Regions from separate parts of the Sus scrofa genome. Here region 1 is linked to region 2. A link is a contact called in public HiChIP or PLAC-seq data. All regions are on one chromosome and are shown on one strand. Each heading gives the region's core, a stretch centred on a gene start, on an enhancer-like site or on the middle of the called end of the contact. The rest is flanking DNA. Distances are from core to core; before and after follow the strand shown.

The links. HiChIP or PLAC-seq counts read pairs in DNA pulled down with a chosen protein or histone mark.
Region 1: a contact with region 2 is called in an H3K27ac HiChIP or PLAC-seq map of skeletal muscle. The contact joins two enhancer-like sites. A contact is called at or near these places in 19 of 47 Hi-C or Micro-C datasets (adipose tissue, blood, brain and 12 more) and 2 of 2 datasets of contacts at active chromatin or transcription factors (alveolar macrophages and skeletal muscle).

Annotation. Positions count from the first base shown.
Region 1 is chr17:38,550,757-38,558,048 of Sscrofa11.1, reverse strand. No RefSeq gene overlaps it. Among named protein-coding and RNA genes, the nearest start is that of PROCR, 22 kb to the right of the region's middle. Within about 2 kb of position 2,813, at least 7 of the 83 cell types and tissues checked have an H3K27ac peak or open chromatin away from gene starts, as enhancers often do. A contact at or near this core is called in skeletal muscle, where this site is marked.
Region 2 is chr17:38,483,526-38,490,992 of Sscrofa11.1, reverse strand. It overlaps EDEM2 (ER degradation-enhancing alpha-mannosidase-like protein 2), which reads left to right. Exons shown (of 11, transcript XM_003359958.5): 9 at 636-780; 10 at 4,129-4,250; 11 at 7,240-7,467. Among named protein-coding and RNA genes, the nearest start is that of TRPC4AP, 19 kb to the right of the region's middle. Within about 2 kb of position 4,307, at least 5 of the 83 cell types and tissues checked have an H3K27ac peak or open chromatin away from gene starts, as enhancers often do. A contact at or near this core is called in skeletal muscle, where this site is marked.

The DNA of each region.
Region 1 (7,292 bases), core at 1,564-4,063, 69 kb before region 2:
GTGTAATATAAGTTTGTCCATTCTCATTGCTGTATATTCTATCATGTACATATGGTATAATCTATTCAATCACTCTATTCTTGACAGGTGTTTGGATAGTTTCCACTTTGGGGCTATCGCAAATAATGCTGCTGTGACCAAACATCTATGTATTTTTTATTGGATATATGTACGTGTTTCCCTGAAGAATATATACTCAGCTTTAGTAGATACTGTCAGTTCTCCAAAGTGGTTGTACCAGTTTACATCACCCACAGAAAAGTATTAGGGGTCTAGTTATCTGACATCTTCACCAATACTATCTTTCCCTCCCTCTCTCCTTCCTGCCCTCTCAAGTTTTGTCTTTTTTAAAAAAATACTATTTGGGTAGGTAAGTAGTGGCATCATAATGTGGCTTTAGTTTGCATTTCTTTTCTTTCTCTCTCTCTCTCTTTTTTTTTTTTTTTTTTGTCTTTTGTCTTTTGTCTTTTTAGGGCTGCACCCACAGCATATGGAGGTTCCCAGGCTAGGGGTCTAATCAGAACTGTAGCCACTGGCCTACACCAGAGCCACAGCAATGCCAGATCCAAGCCGCATCTGCAACCTACGCCACAGCTCATGGCAATGCTGGATCCTTAACCCACTGAGCAAGGCCAGGGATCGAACCTGCAACCTCATGGTTCCTAGTCGGATTTGTTTCCGCTGTGCCACAATGGGAACTCCTAGTTTGCATTTCTTAGAGTCCCTTTTTTATTCCTCTGTTTCTCTTATACCCACATCCGACCTGTCAGCAAATTCTATCAACTCTGTCTTCTTCTTCTTTTTTTTTTTTTTTCTTTTTTTTTGTCTTTTTGTTTTTCTAGGGCCACACCTGTGACATATGGAAGTTCCCAGGCTAGGGGTCTAATTGGAGCTGTAGCCACTGGCCTACGCCAGAGCCACAGCAACTTGGGATCTGAGCCACGTCTGCGACCTACACCACAGCTCACGGCAACGCCGGATCCTTAACCCACTGAGTGAGGCCAGGGATCAAACCTGCAACCTCGCAGTTCCTAGTTAGATTTGTTAACCACTGAGCCACGATGGGAATTCCTAGCTCTGTCTTCTTAGTATGTCCAAAATCCAAGTATTTTCACCTTCTCTACTGCAGACACCCTGGTCCATGGCATCATCATTTTTCACCCATGTTATGATAGTAGCCTCATACCAGGTTGTGTGTGTCCTTGGGTCTCCCTGAATGTGTCTTTTGCTCCTGAGCTCTATTTCTTCCATGGTGGCCACAGTAATGCTCTTCAAACAAAAGTCAGATCATGTCACTCCTCTTCTCCAAAGCCTCCAATGGCTTCCCATCTCAGAATAAAAATCAAAGTAGTTATAATTGGCATACAAAGCCCTATGTGATTCGCCTCCTGCTACTTCTCTCCTCTTTGCCCACACACTCTAGATAAACTGGCCTCCTTGTTCACCAGATAAACCAGACTTACTCCTCTGCACTTTGGCACTTGTCCCATCTACTTAGATTAGACTCTTCTTCCCATAGCCATGTGATGGCTCACTCTCTTGATCCCTTTAGAACTCTGCTCAACGGTCATCCTATTTTAGAGGTCTGCCCTGACTGTGCTGAATAAAACAGCAACTCAGCAACCCCTGGCACACATGATCCCTTTATGATTATACCTTACCTCCTTTTCTTTACTTTCTTTCTTTTTTGTTTTTGTTTTTGTTTTTGTTTTTTTGTCTTTTCTAGCGTCGCACCCACGGCATATGGAGATTCCCAGGCTAGGGGTCTAATCGGAGCTGTAGCCCCTGGCCTACACCAGAGCCACAGCAACACGGGATCCGAGCTGCATCTGTGACCTATGCCACAGCTCATGGCAATGCCGGATCATTAACCCACTGAGCAAGGCCAGGGATCGAACCTGCAACCTCATGGTTCCTAATCGTATTTGTTAACCACTGAGCCACTACAGGAACTCCTCCTTTTCTTTTTTTAATTTTTATTTTTCCTCCTTTACTTTTCTACCTAGCACTTCTTATCACTGACATTTTAAAACTTTACTTGTTTATTGTCTCTCTTTCCCAGTAGACAGGAAGTTCTACCAGGATAAGGTCATCATTTTGTTCTCTGCTGCATTCCCAGCTCCTCAGATAATATCTGAAATATCGTAGACACTCAATAAATATTTTTGAAATAAATTCACATAAATTGACAAGTCATGTTTAAGTCCAGAAGAGTAATAATAGGATACTAAAAAGTCATATCACATAAGGAATCTTGAGGGAGGTGGAGATGTTTAACCTAGAGAAGAGAAGATTTGGGCCAACAGGATCACTGTCTTTCAAATATGCAGGGCTGTCACATGTGGTTTCAGAGATCAGCACTTGGAGCTGACCCGCCTGAATACTTGTAGTGACAGAGAGCTCACTGCTTTTTAAAGCAACCAGTTCCATTATTGGATTGTTCTATTAGAAAATTATATTGGTGCCTGCTTCGGCAGCACATATACTAAAATTGGAATGGTATGGAAAAGATCAGCATGGCCCCTGCACAAGGATGACACACAAATTCTTGAAGTATTCCATATTTTTCATTTTCCTCTTAGTACTTATGTGAGACTGTTACTAACCCCCAGGTAGCTCTCTCTGGGCAGGGACAGGAAGAGCTCAGGTGGGTTGTGTGACAGGCTGGGGGGAAAGGAGAGTGTCCCATCTCAGGGACAGACTCACAGCCTGGGGGCACGAGATCTGGAACCATGGGGCTTTGGGGGTAGAGCCCAAGCCTGGGCTTTGTTGCCCAGAGCAGTGGTGAGGTTGGAAATCCAGTTCACCTCAAATAGACATGCAGTGTGAGCTCGCTTGCCAAGGGCCAGCTGACCTGCTGGAAGAGCTGCGAGAGCTCACAGAGTTGAAACCTGTGGAATGAAGCCAGGGAAAGAGGCCGGGGCATGCGCGTCAGGAATCTGGCACACTGAATATTCTGTGCCCTCCAGGTTGGAGTGGCAGCTGTCATAGCACAGGATCGGGGCCCCGAATTTCCCCTCAATCTGTCACCAACTCACTACACTTGTCCCTGCCTCCTTGTCTATAAACTAGACCAGATCCCAATGCCATTCCGGTGCTGAGAATCCAGCATTTGGACAAGCCACCACGAGGGGTGTCCTTCCAAGCCTCTTTCCCTTTCCTCCCTCTCTAGTTAGAGAACTTGGGGTTTGCCGATTGTTTGGATTTTTTTTTTCTTCCTGCAATTGTGTGTGTGTCGTTGTGGGTGAAGAAAAACAGACTGTCCAGATGGAAATGGTGAAGAGGGGAGAAGAGTTCATCTCCAAGAGCAAAGATTTGACAGCAATTTTCCTAAAGTGACTCAGGCATACCAGTAACAACTCTTGCTGCAATTTTATTTTATTTTTTTTTGTCTTTTTGCCTTTTCTTGAGCTGCTCCCTTGGTATATGGAGGTTCCCAGGCTAGGGGTTTAATTGGAGCTGTAGCCACCGGCCTACACCAGAACCACAGCAACGCAGGATCCGAGCCAGGTCTGCGACCCACACTACAGCTCACAGCAATGCCGGATCCTTAACCCACTGAGCAAGGCCAGGGATTGAACCCAAAACCTTATGGTTCCTAGTCGGATTCGTTAACCACTGTGCCACGACAGGAACTCCTGCAATTTTATTTTTATTTCACTTGAGAAATGAAGATTTCTTCCAAACCAAAAAAAAAAAAAAAAAAAAAAGAAAGAAAGAAAGTTATACTGAATTAACATTTATTTCTCTCTGATTTCCTCTTACTCATTCATTAATTTGTTCTCTGGAGCTCCATAGACCAAATCTCATTCCCTCTTCATCTGTAACTGATGAAATGAGACGTCAGATAGGATGCTTGAGGCAATTCAAAACAAAACATAACAAAAATAATAGGACTTTTGTTTTGCAGGAAGGAATGTTTGTGCTGAAAAATGGCAGGCTTAAAAAACATTAAGGGTTTTGTTGTTGGTTGGTTGTTTTGGTGGGAAGGGGTGGCAAGATTGTGAGAGGAAAGAGGGAGATGAATTGAAGGGTCAGGTGAGGAATCTTGGGGAGAAGGACAGAAATGTTTAAAGGAGAATTTGATGAAGTTTTTGCTGCATGGAACATGATGAACATTTTTACCAGGCTCTCCATTAAGCAGTGAGTGAAGGATCCCTGCATTGCAGAGTCGGATCTGTTTGGAGGGATATAGAGAAGTCTGGAGAATGGTGAGTGTGGAGCAAGACTGAGGCTGCCCACAACATGGCTGTTTGATTCAAGTCCATGTACACCAGTCCTCAGGTATAGGAAGGGATATCAGAGGAAGGAGAGTTTTGGATTCCATACACTAGATATGAGAACAATAACATCTGCCAGGAAATGCAGATAATACCTGCCCTCCTTTCCTAATAAACTTGTTCAGCAGATCAATAAAATCTTTAACGAGATAACAGAATAAAAATGTTTCTGTAATGATAAAATTGTATATAAGAGGAATTGTTATCATTAAAGTAAGCAGAAGACTGGATGAAGTAACTTCCTTTCTCAAAAATCATCAAATTATTCGTTCATCTAGCCATTCGTTGTCTCACTTCTAAATCCCTGGCACTGTTCTAGATACTAAGGCTACAAAGATGAACGAGGGTGTTTTATTTCCCTAGAGGAGGAACTAGTTAACTACTATCCATTGAATTAAGTATCACTTCTTAGTGTGGCCTTCTTAAGCTGGTACTCAAATGGCCCATTTCATCCCACAACTTTTCCTCACATAAACTACATTCAGAGCAACCACAGGAGACCATTTACTATGCTGCAAACCTAAGGTGCACTTTCACCCTCTTTTCCTTTATGTTGTTCTATCCACCCAGAATCCACTCATTATTCATTCATTGAACAAACATGTATTGCACTCTTCCCTTGTGTTGGGTATTTTGCTGGACATCTCAGGAACATGTGGATAAATAAAGTATAATTTCTACCCTCAAAGAGCTTAGCCTAAGAGGGGAAAACAAATCCTTCCCCTCCTTTTTCGAGGCATGTGGAAATTCTGGGGCCAGGGATTGAACTCATGCCACAGGAGTCACCCGAGCCATGGCAATGACAAAGCTGGATCCTTAACCTGCTGAGCCACCAGGGAACTTCCTTTCCCCTCTTTATCTAATGAAGTTCTTCTCTTCCTTCAAGGCCTAGAAGAAACGAATGGACCTTGTGTAGCTTTCCCTGACCCCTTTCCATCAGTATACAGCTTATAATTACTTTGTACCATTTTCATACCTTCTGTATGAAAATAAGTTGTTTTATATGCCTCTCCTTATACACTATAAACTCCTGACAGGGATCATGGTTTACCCATTTTTGCATCTCCGAGAGCAGTTAGCATGATGCTTTACATAAAATAGGCCCCAGCAACAGTTGATTGAATTGGAAGAAGAATAAAGTATAGAAACCTAAACCTCACATCTGGCAGGAGGCACAAATTCAAAACATACATTTGAACTGAATTAAAAGGCGGAGGAAGACAATAAGCCATCCACTCAGAGGGAGGCTCTTAGAAATATGCTAAGGAGTCACTTGTTTAGATTTATTCCAGATTTGTTTATTTCTTGTGTAAACTTCAAACCAGCCCCCAGCAGTCTGACTACTGGGACAAGCCAAACATTCAGAAGTTGTTCCAAGAAGAAGAATGGAACTTTTGGAACTTTTATGGTAGCCCAAATGCCAGCTGTCTGGACTTAGGAACTTAGAATCCTAATTATTAGAGCTGGAAAGTATCTTAGATATTAAAAACTCTTAATAGATGCAAACTATTCCATTGGAGTGGATAAGCAATGAGATTCTGCTGTATAGCACAGGGAACTATATCCAGTCACTTGAGATGGAACGTGATGGAGGATAATGTGAGAAAAAGAATATATACATACACACACACACACATAAATATAGGTACACACACATATATTTATATTTATATTTATATGAATGACTGGGTCGCTTTGCTCTACAGTAGAAATTGACAAAACTGTAAATCAACTATAATGGAAAAAAATCATAAATAATAATAATAAAAAAAATTAAAACTCCCTTCCAGAGGGGCACTAACTTTTTTTTTTTTGCTGGACTCTGATTTCAATGTCTATTGCCTTCTTTTCTCATATTATATATATGTGTGTATATATTATATATATACACATACATATATATATAACTGTTACTTTGTAACATCTTTATAAGCATATCTTGGAGATAGTATGGATTTGATTCCAGACCACTGCAATAAAGTGAATATTGCAATAAGACCAGTCACATGAATTTTTGGCTTCTGAGTGCACATAAAATTATTTTTACACTGTACTGTAGTCTCTTAAGTGTACAATAATGTTATTCTAAAAAAAACAATGTGCATACCATAACTTAACAGCACTTTATTGGAATTCCCTGTTGGCCTAGCTGTTATGGATTTGGTATTGTCAAGCATTGTGGCTCAGATTTGCTCCCTGGCCTGAGAATTTCTGTGTGCCACAGATGTAGCCAAAAATAAGTAAATAAATAAAAGAACTTTATTGCTAAAAAATGCTAATCATCATCTGAGCCTTAAGTGAGTTGCAATCTTTTTGCTGGTGGAGGGTCTTGCCTCAGTGTTGATGGCTGCTGACTGATCAGGGTGGTGGTTGCTGGAGGTTGGGGTGGCTGTGGCAATTTCTTAAAATAGATAACAATGAAGGTTGCCCCATCAATTGACTCTTCCTTTCACGAGTGAGTTCTCTGTACCATGCAATATTGTTTGATAGCATTTTACTACAGTAGAACTTCTTCCAAAGTTGGAGTCAATCTTCTCAAATTCTGCTGCTGCTTTATCAATTAAGTTTATGTAATATTCTAAATCCTTTGTTGTCATTTCAGCTATCTTCAGAAATGTTCACCAGGAGCAGATTTCATCTCAAGAAACCACTTTAGGAGTTCCCGTCGTGGCTCAGTGGTTAATGAATCCAACTAGGAACCATGAGGTTGTGGGTTTGATCCCTGGTTTTTCTCAGTGGGTTAAGGATGCAGTGTTGCCATGAGCCGTGGTGTAGGTTGCAGACTCGGCTCAGATCCAGCGTTGCTGTGGCCCTGGTGTGGGCTGGTAGCTTCAGCTCTGATTGGACCCCTAGCCTGGGAACCTCCCTATGCCGTAGAAGCGGCCCTAGAAAAGGCAAAAAGACAAAAAAAAAAAAAAAAAAAAAAAAGAAACCACTTTATTTGCTTATCCCTAGGCAATAACCCTCATCCATTAAAATTTTATCATGAATTACAGAATTCACTCTCATCTT
Region 2 (7,467 bases), core at 3,058-5,557:
GTGGTTATTCGCTGGGGTCCAGGGTCAGGGTGAGTCTTAGTACAATCAACTTTTTCTTTTCTTTTTGCTTTTAAGGGCCACACCTGCGGCTTATGGAAATTCAGGCTAGGGGTTGAATTGGACCTACAGCTTCTGGCCTATGCTACAGCCACAGCAATGGGGTATCTGAGCTGCATCTTCGACCTATACCACAGCTCATGGCAACCCAAAATCCCGGACCACTGCATCCTCACGGATACTAGTGGAATTTGTTTCCACTGAGCCACAATGGGAACTCCAACTTTTTCTTATTCTTAGAATTTTGAATCAGATGGGTTGACTTATCTATTTAAAAACTGTTAGTAGCCAGGGTTGACTGAGCATGTACTGGTGGGCAAGGACTTGTATACAACCTCTGTCTTTCACAACAACATAAAACATATACTGTATTTTGCCTGTTATAGATGAGGCTCAGAGAAGTCAAGTTTCTGATTTGAGGCTGAATGAGGGGTCAGTAGCTGACTCAGGGTTTGATGGCAGATCTTTTTGGCTCGTAAGCCTTTGCTTCTTCTTTTCCCTGAGGGCCTGTGTGGGGTTTGGGGATGTGGGTTTTCTGCCTAGTGGCTGCTTGTCTGACAACTGCTTCTCTCCTACAGAGCCTCATTGGGGACATTGACAATGCCATGAGAACCTTCCTCAACTACTACACCGTCTGGAAGCAGTTTGGGGGGCTCCCAGAATTCTACAACATTCCTCAGGGATATACAGTGGAGAAGCGAGAGGGCTACCCACTCCGGCCGGGTAAGCAGCATCTCTGGTCCATCTCTGGCACACAAGCTCTGAGTCTCCAAACCCCAGACCTCACATTTCTATGAGGCTCCATGCCTCCCTTGCAAGTGCTCAAAGCTCCCCCCCCCCCATCTGCTTCTTCCAGTGGCTCTGGATGATTTTCCTGCTAGGAATTATTTATCCCCATATTTTCAGAGGAGGAAACAGAAGCCTAGTGGGTTGAAATGGCTTTGCCCAAGGCAGTTAAGTGTAGGAGCTAGGAATGGAACCCAGGTGTCCTAACTACATACTCTGCTCTTGGATAAGTGAGTGAGATGGAAAAAGCCAGGTCAACACCTTTGGAGTTCCTGCTACCAAGATTTCAGACGTGGAAACCAAATTTGTAAGTTGGTGGGTCAGGTCAGATAAATTAGGCATCTATGGGAAGTTAGAACTTTGGAATGAACTTTAGGAATGAATCATCTCTTCTCGTCCACCTCCCCATTTGCAGCTTAGAAGTCAAGATTTAGAGAAGGAAGGGACTACATACTTGATAACTCTCCTGAGTTCCTTTCCAGCTCCGATCTTCTGATTCACTGAAGGAAACTTCAACATTGTGAGGCGGGGAAGGGAAAGGCGGACAGAGGAAGGAAGCTTAGTCAGCACACAGTCACCCCCGCCCCCCAAATAAGTTATGTTACTATTGTTTTAGGCTCTTCCCACCTGAATGCCTTTCAGATGTGGGGTGGGCCTTCTAGTAGCTTCTGCCCATTCTGCCCTTCTCTACCCCATTTCCTTCCTCCTCTTACCCTCTAATCCTTTAAATGATTGTTGTAGGGGTCCTGGAGGGGGAACAGAAGAGGAAGTAAAACAGCAACTGGAAAGAGCAAATTAGGCACTTTTGATTCCTTAGGGGTTGCCATTTTTAGTATTTCTCATGCATTTATTCATTTTTGTTGTTGTTGTTTGTTTTTTTCTTTTTAGGGCCACACCCACAGCATATGAACGTTCCCAGGCTAGGGGTCAATTCAGAGCTGCAGCTGCCGGTCTGCACCACAGCCACAGCAACGGGGAATCTGAGCTGCATCTGCAACCTACACCATAGCTCACAGCAATGCCAGATCCCACTGAGCGAGGCCAGGGATCGAACCTGCGTTCTCATGGATACTAGTTGGGTTCATTACCGCTGAGCCACAATGGGAACTCCTTGTTTTTTTGTTTTTTTTTTTTTAAAAAAGCAAATGCTCAGATGGTATTGTATCCCGTGTTACCAATAGATGAGATGAAGACAGTTTAAGATTAAATGTAAGACAGACTTGTGCATTCTTAGGGTTAGAGGGAACCTGAGAGGTCTTCTGATGGAAATCCCCCTGTAATAGCCCGGCCAAGTGGTTTTGTTGTCTTTGTTCAGTTACCACCAGTTGCAGGAGGCTCACTACTTGTAGAGGCAATCTGTTCTGTTTGCAGGATAGGCTGGCAGGAAGGCACAGTGGAAAGGAAGGCACCACAGCCAGGCATCCAGGAATGCCTTAGTCCAGTGACCCTTCCTACCCCAAAGCAATAGCAAATGGGAGATAAGTGCTATTCTATAATTAGATAGGCCAGTGCCTGCCACCCTGGTCCATGTATCTGACCAGCAGTGCTGGAGCACTGAACCAAGCCTAAAAGCCTCTGTGGGCCATTACTTCCCCCTAAGTCCAAATCTAAGCTTTGGGCTGTCACCCTCTTCTAAAGAGTTGGCCAGATATACAGAAAATTAAAGCAGTCATTAGCCTATGCAGGCCCATGTGAGTAAGAGAAAACGAGAAATGAGATGCTTGGTCCTGGCTACACTGAGCCAGCCAGCTGCCAGAAGCATAAGGAGAAGCCTCCCATGAGGCCACCGTCTTTTCTGTCTTTGAACACGCACAGTGTGTTCATCTGCTAGTAAATGTACCCCAGTCTGTGTCTTAGAATATTTGCAGTTAGATTAGCAGGTGTCTGGAGGCCTGTGGGATAAAGGGAAAGGAGAAGTAGGAGAAAACTGGGGAGATAGGCGGCAATCTTCTCTCCAAAAATAAGAAATAGAGTTTGAGGTAATAAATCAAAAGCGAGAAAAGTGCCGATCAAGGGCCAGGAGGAAACAGGAAGTAGAACATCAGGAGGAGAGGTTGGTATAGGGAGGGGTGAGGCATTCTTTCTTCTCCGAGAAAAGACAGTAAAGAAGTTGGAAGTCTGGAGTCCCCATTGTGGCTCAGCAGTAATGAACCCAACTAGTATCATGAGGACGAGGCTTTGATCCCTGGCCTCACTCAGTGGGTTAAGGATCCAGCGCTGCCGTGAGCTGTGGTGTAGGTCATAGATGTGGCTCGGATCTGGCGTTGCTGTGGCTGTGGTGTAGGCCAGCGACTGCAGCTTCAATTTGATCCCTAACCCCTAACCCCTAAATTGATTCCAAATATTTGAAATTCCATGTGCTGCATATACAGCCCTGGAAAGCAAAAAATAAAAAAAAGCAAAAGTGGGAAGTCTATGGAATTGTAGCTTCTACCCACTGGGCCCACCCTAGAGGTCAAATCTTTCATTTCCATAATAGCTCTAGATATCTGAAAGCTGTAAACACATTTTGCTGCGTTTTCATTTCTCTGGAATGAATATTCTCATCTGGACCAGCTCCCGTTGGCTAATAGCCATCTTATGACGGGATCCATGTCTAAGCATCAAATTCCAGGTGTGGTGTAGAGTAGGGTAAGACTCTTGACTTGTTCTGGGCACAGTGAACTGATGGCAGCATCTTGGCTAGATTGAAAGTTGATTCCTGAATATCTTCACCTTCATCTTTTTGTCCATCCTAGCTTGGAAAGAGCTTTATAATGACAGGCTCATGCTCTAAGTTTTAGGATTGGGTTAGGTTGTAAGTGACAGAGAAAAAGTAGTAGCTTAATTCAAATATAAATTTATTTCCCTCTGATTTTCTGGTCCTGTATGGCTGTCTTTGGTGTCAGGGATGTTAATCCCACACTGACTACTGGGAACAGTTGTTAGTCCAGGCAGTCTTGTGCTTGGGTAAAGTTAGCTATTCAGTTACTAAGGAAGAAGGAAGGAATAGATATTGGGAGATAGGCAGCAACCTCTGTCACCCTCCCTGTCTCAGAGCCTGGCTGCCTGGCCCCTCTTGGAATGGGAGTCGAAGGTCTGTTTTAATGCTGGTTTTCACAAAGCTTCAGACTTTGGGTATATACTGGCTCTGAAGATTAGTATTAAATGAGTTGTCCTAGGTTCCCCCTTCATTGGGACCCCGTGGACAAGGTATGGTGGGAGGAGCCCCTCACTGCCCCAGGCAGGCCCCAGGCCTTCCCTGATCAGCCACTGGGTGAGCAGGGTCTGTCTTGAACTTTGCAGAACTCATTGAGAGCGCAATGTATCTCTACCGTGCTACGGGGGACCCCACCCTCTTAGAACTCGGAAGAGATGCTGTGGAATCCATCGAAAAAATCAGCAAGGTGGAATGTGGATTTGCCACAGTAAGTGTTTCCATGGGCCCGAGAGTTGGGAAATGTCTCCCCCTGCTGCCAGGGAGCCTCTGGAATATTAGCACTGGAAGGGACCTTAGAGATGTAAGTAATACCTTTATTTATAGGTGGAGAGACAGGAACAGAAGCTGAGAGCCTTGCTAGAGGTCTCGGAGCTAATGCAGGTTGAGTTGGGATTAGTTCCCAGGGGTCTTGACTCCATGGCCTTGGATTCTCTGTGCTTTGGAGTCCTTTAGCTGTCTGAATAGGCTACTTTGCAAGGGTGAGTTTCATGAAACATTTTGTGAAAAGGCCTATAAAATGGATTATTGAAGAGAAATACAGAGTTCCGTAGCCTTATGTGCAAACCCAGGGGTCATTAAAAACAGCCTTACTGGGTCTTCCAGATATTTATGAGTGGCTTTCACAGGCTAGGCGGTTATAGCCGTGAAGAAAAACCAAGCCCTGAGCTGACATTTTAGTAGGAAAAACAGTGAATGTCCATCTAGGAGACAGAAGGAAGGCCCATGTGGTTGGAAAGGTGTGAGCAAGGAGGAAGTGGGGGGAGATGCAGTCCCCAAGGTCAGCAGGGGCCAGATCATGTAGGGCCCTGGGGAAGAGTTTGGATTTTGTTCTGCTTGGCATGAGAAGCCTGGTTAGGATTTACAGCAGAGCAGAGATATGTCTGATTTGTAGTTTAGAAAGATCCACCCTGGCTGCTCTGTGCAGAATGGATTGAAAGAGTCAAGGATGAAAGCCATGTCACATCCTTAGAGGACCCAAGCAGGCAAGATGTAAACAGTGGTTACGGACATGGAAAAACCAGATGTGTCAGCAAATATCATGGAAGAAAATTCACCAAAAAGCCCATAGAGGTTTTTTTAGGGTGTGGTATTAAAAACAAAAACCCTTCTTTTTCAAAAAGTTGTAACATGATTATATTCCAAAAGTAAAACACAGATACTTATTTTTAAAGAAAAGACCTATATGTGTAGGAGAAATATAAAGCAATGATATGTTTTAGTTTCTAATATGCTGTATTTTGTGAAAAGCCAAAGTGGATGAGCCCGTTGGGGCTTTAGGAACTCTTGATTTATTTCCACGAAAATGAAGCCTTTGGAGCCCTTCCAAAATGAATGATGGGAATAGGCGTCTGACTCCTTGGACTCTGGCAAACAGGACAAGAGAACAATAATTTTTGGTACTTCAAGTCCATATTTTAGTCATTTTTTTGTGTAAAATAGATATCTACTGAGAATTAGTTTTATTTAAAAAAATACATTGCTCAATCTGAGAAGCTAAAATAAATGGATGTAGCAAGTAAACTTACTCAGCCCTGATTGTAAACTCAGTATGAATTTTTCTTCATAAAGACTCCTAATTAGTTGCTCATAAAGAGCAAAAATCCTGATAACCACCTTCGTGTCCATTAAGTGAGGATGAGATAAGTAAATGATGCTACATTTAAAAAAAATAAGGCATTCCCATTGTCCATCAGTGGTAATGAACCTGACTAGTGTCACTGAGGACTCAGGTTCGATCCCTGGCCCCGCTCACTGGGTTAAGGATCCAGCGTTGCTGTTAGCTGTGATGTAGGTCACAGACATGGCTTGGATCTGGTGTTGCTGTGGCTGTGCTGTAGGCCAGCAGCTGCAGATCCAGTTCAGCCCCTAGCCTGGGAACTTTCTTATGCCAAGGGTGTGGCCTTAAAAAAAAAAAAAGAAGATTAAATTTTTACATCATTAAAAGTCAGTGTTTAGAATCCCAAAAGGATAAGATAAAGGGGGTAGGAGATTATTATAACATGTGGGAGGCCAGGGAAGACCATTCAGATGAGGCAGCAATTGAGCAGAGGCTTGACGGAAGTGAAGGAGCTGACAGGGAGGATGTCTGAAGGAGAAGTGCTCCAGGCTGAAAAAACAACAGTGTATAGAACTAGGGGTGGGCGTGTGCTTGCTCACCCAAGAGAAGGGCTGTGTGGCTGGATCTCTGGGAGCCAGGGAGAGAGCAGGAAGAGATGGCCAGGGAGGGGCAGGAGCCAAATCACAAAGGACCTGTTAGGACTTTGATTTTTTTTTCTTTTTTGCTTTTTTAAGGCCGCACCCATGGCGTATGGAAGTTCCCAGGCTAGGGGTTGAATTGGAGCTATAGGTACTAACCTACACTGCAGCTCACAGCAGCTCCAGATCCCCGACCCACTGAGCAAGGCCAGGGATCTAACCCAAATCTTCATGGATACTAGTCAGAGTCAATTCCACTGCACCACAATGGGAGCTCCTGATAGGGGCTCTGATTTTATTTGATTTTAGTTTTAAAAATTTTTTTGGAATATAGTTGACTTACAGAATTGCGTTAATTTTAAGCATACCACCAAATAAGTCAGTTATGCATGTACATATATCCATTCCTTTTCAGATGATTTTAGCATATAGGTTATTACGCAGTATTGAGTCAATTTCCCTGTGCTATCCAGTAGGTCCTTGTGACCCGCCCGTTTTATATCTACTCGTGTATGTCAGTCCCAACCTCCTAATTTATCTCTCCTTCCTCCACATTTCCCCTTTGGTAAACATAGGTTTGGTTTTGAAATCTTAGAGTCTGTTTCGGTTTTATAAGTTCTATTTTATCATTTCTATTAGGTTCCACGTGTTATATGGAATATGTTATCTTGTATGATATTTGTCTTTAGAAAGAGAGAAGGACTTTGACGTTAGTCTGTAGGAAGTGGGATATAAACAGAGGGTTTTCCGTGGACGAGTGACAGGTAAGACTGGTTATATAAACATCCTTTAGGGTGGAAATGGAAGCCCACGGACAGTTGTGATGACCCTGGGTAAGAGATGGTGCCGACTGGGAAAGGGCAAAGCTCTGAAGAGTTAAGCGATTCATCCAAAGGCCCTCAGCCCCTTAGTGGGAGAATAGGAATGCCTAACGGGGTCCCCTGACGCTTTCTGCTGCACTGTGATGCTGTCCTGATTTGCTTCCCTCTCCCACATGGCAGATCAAAGATCTGCGAGACCACAAGCTTGACAACCGTATGGAGTCTTTCTTCCTGGCCGAGACTGTGAAATACCTCTACCTGCTGTTTGACCCTTCCAACTTCATCCACAACAATGGTTCCACCTTTGATGTGGTGATAACCCCCTATGGGGAGTGCATCCTGGGAGCTGGGGGTTACATCTTCAACACAGAAGCGCACCCCATCGACCCTGCTGCCCTGCACTGTTGC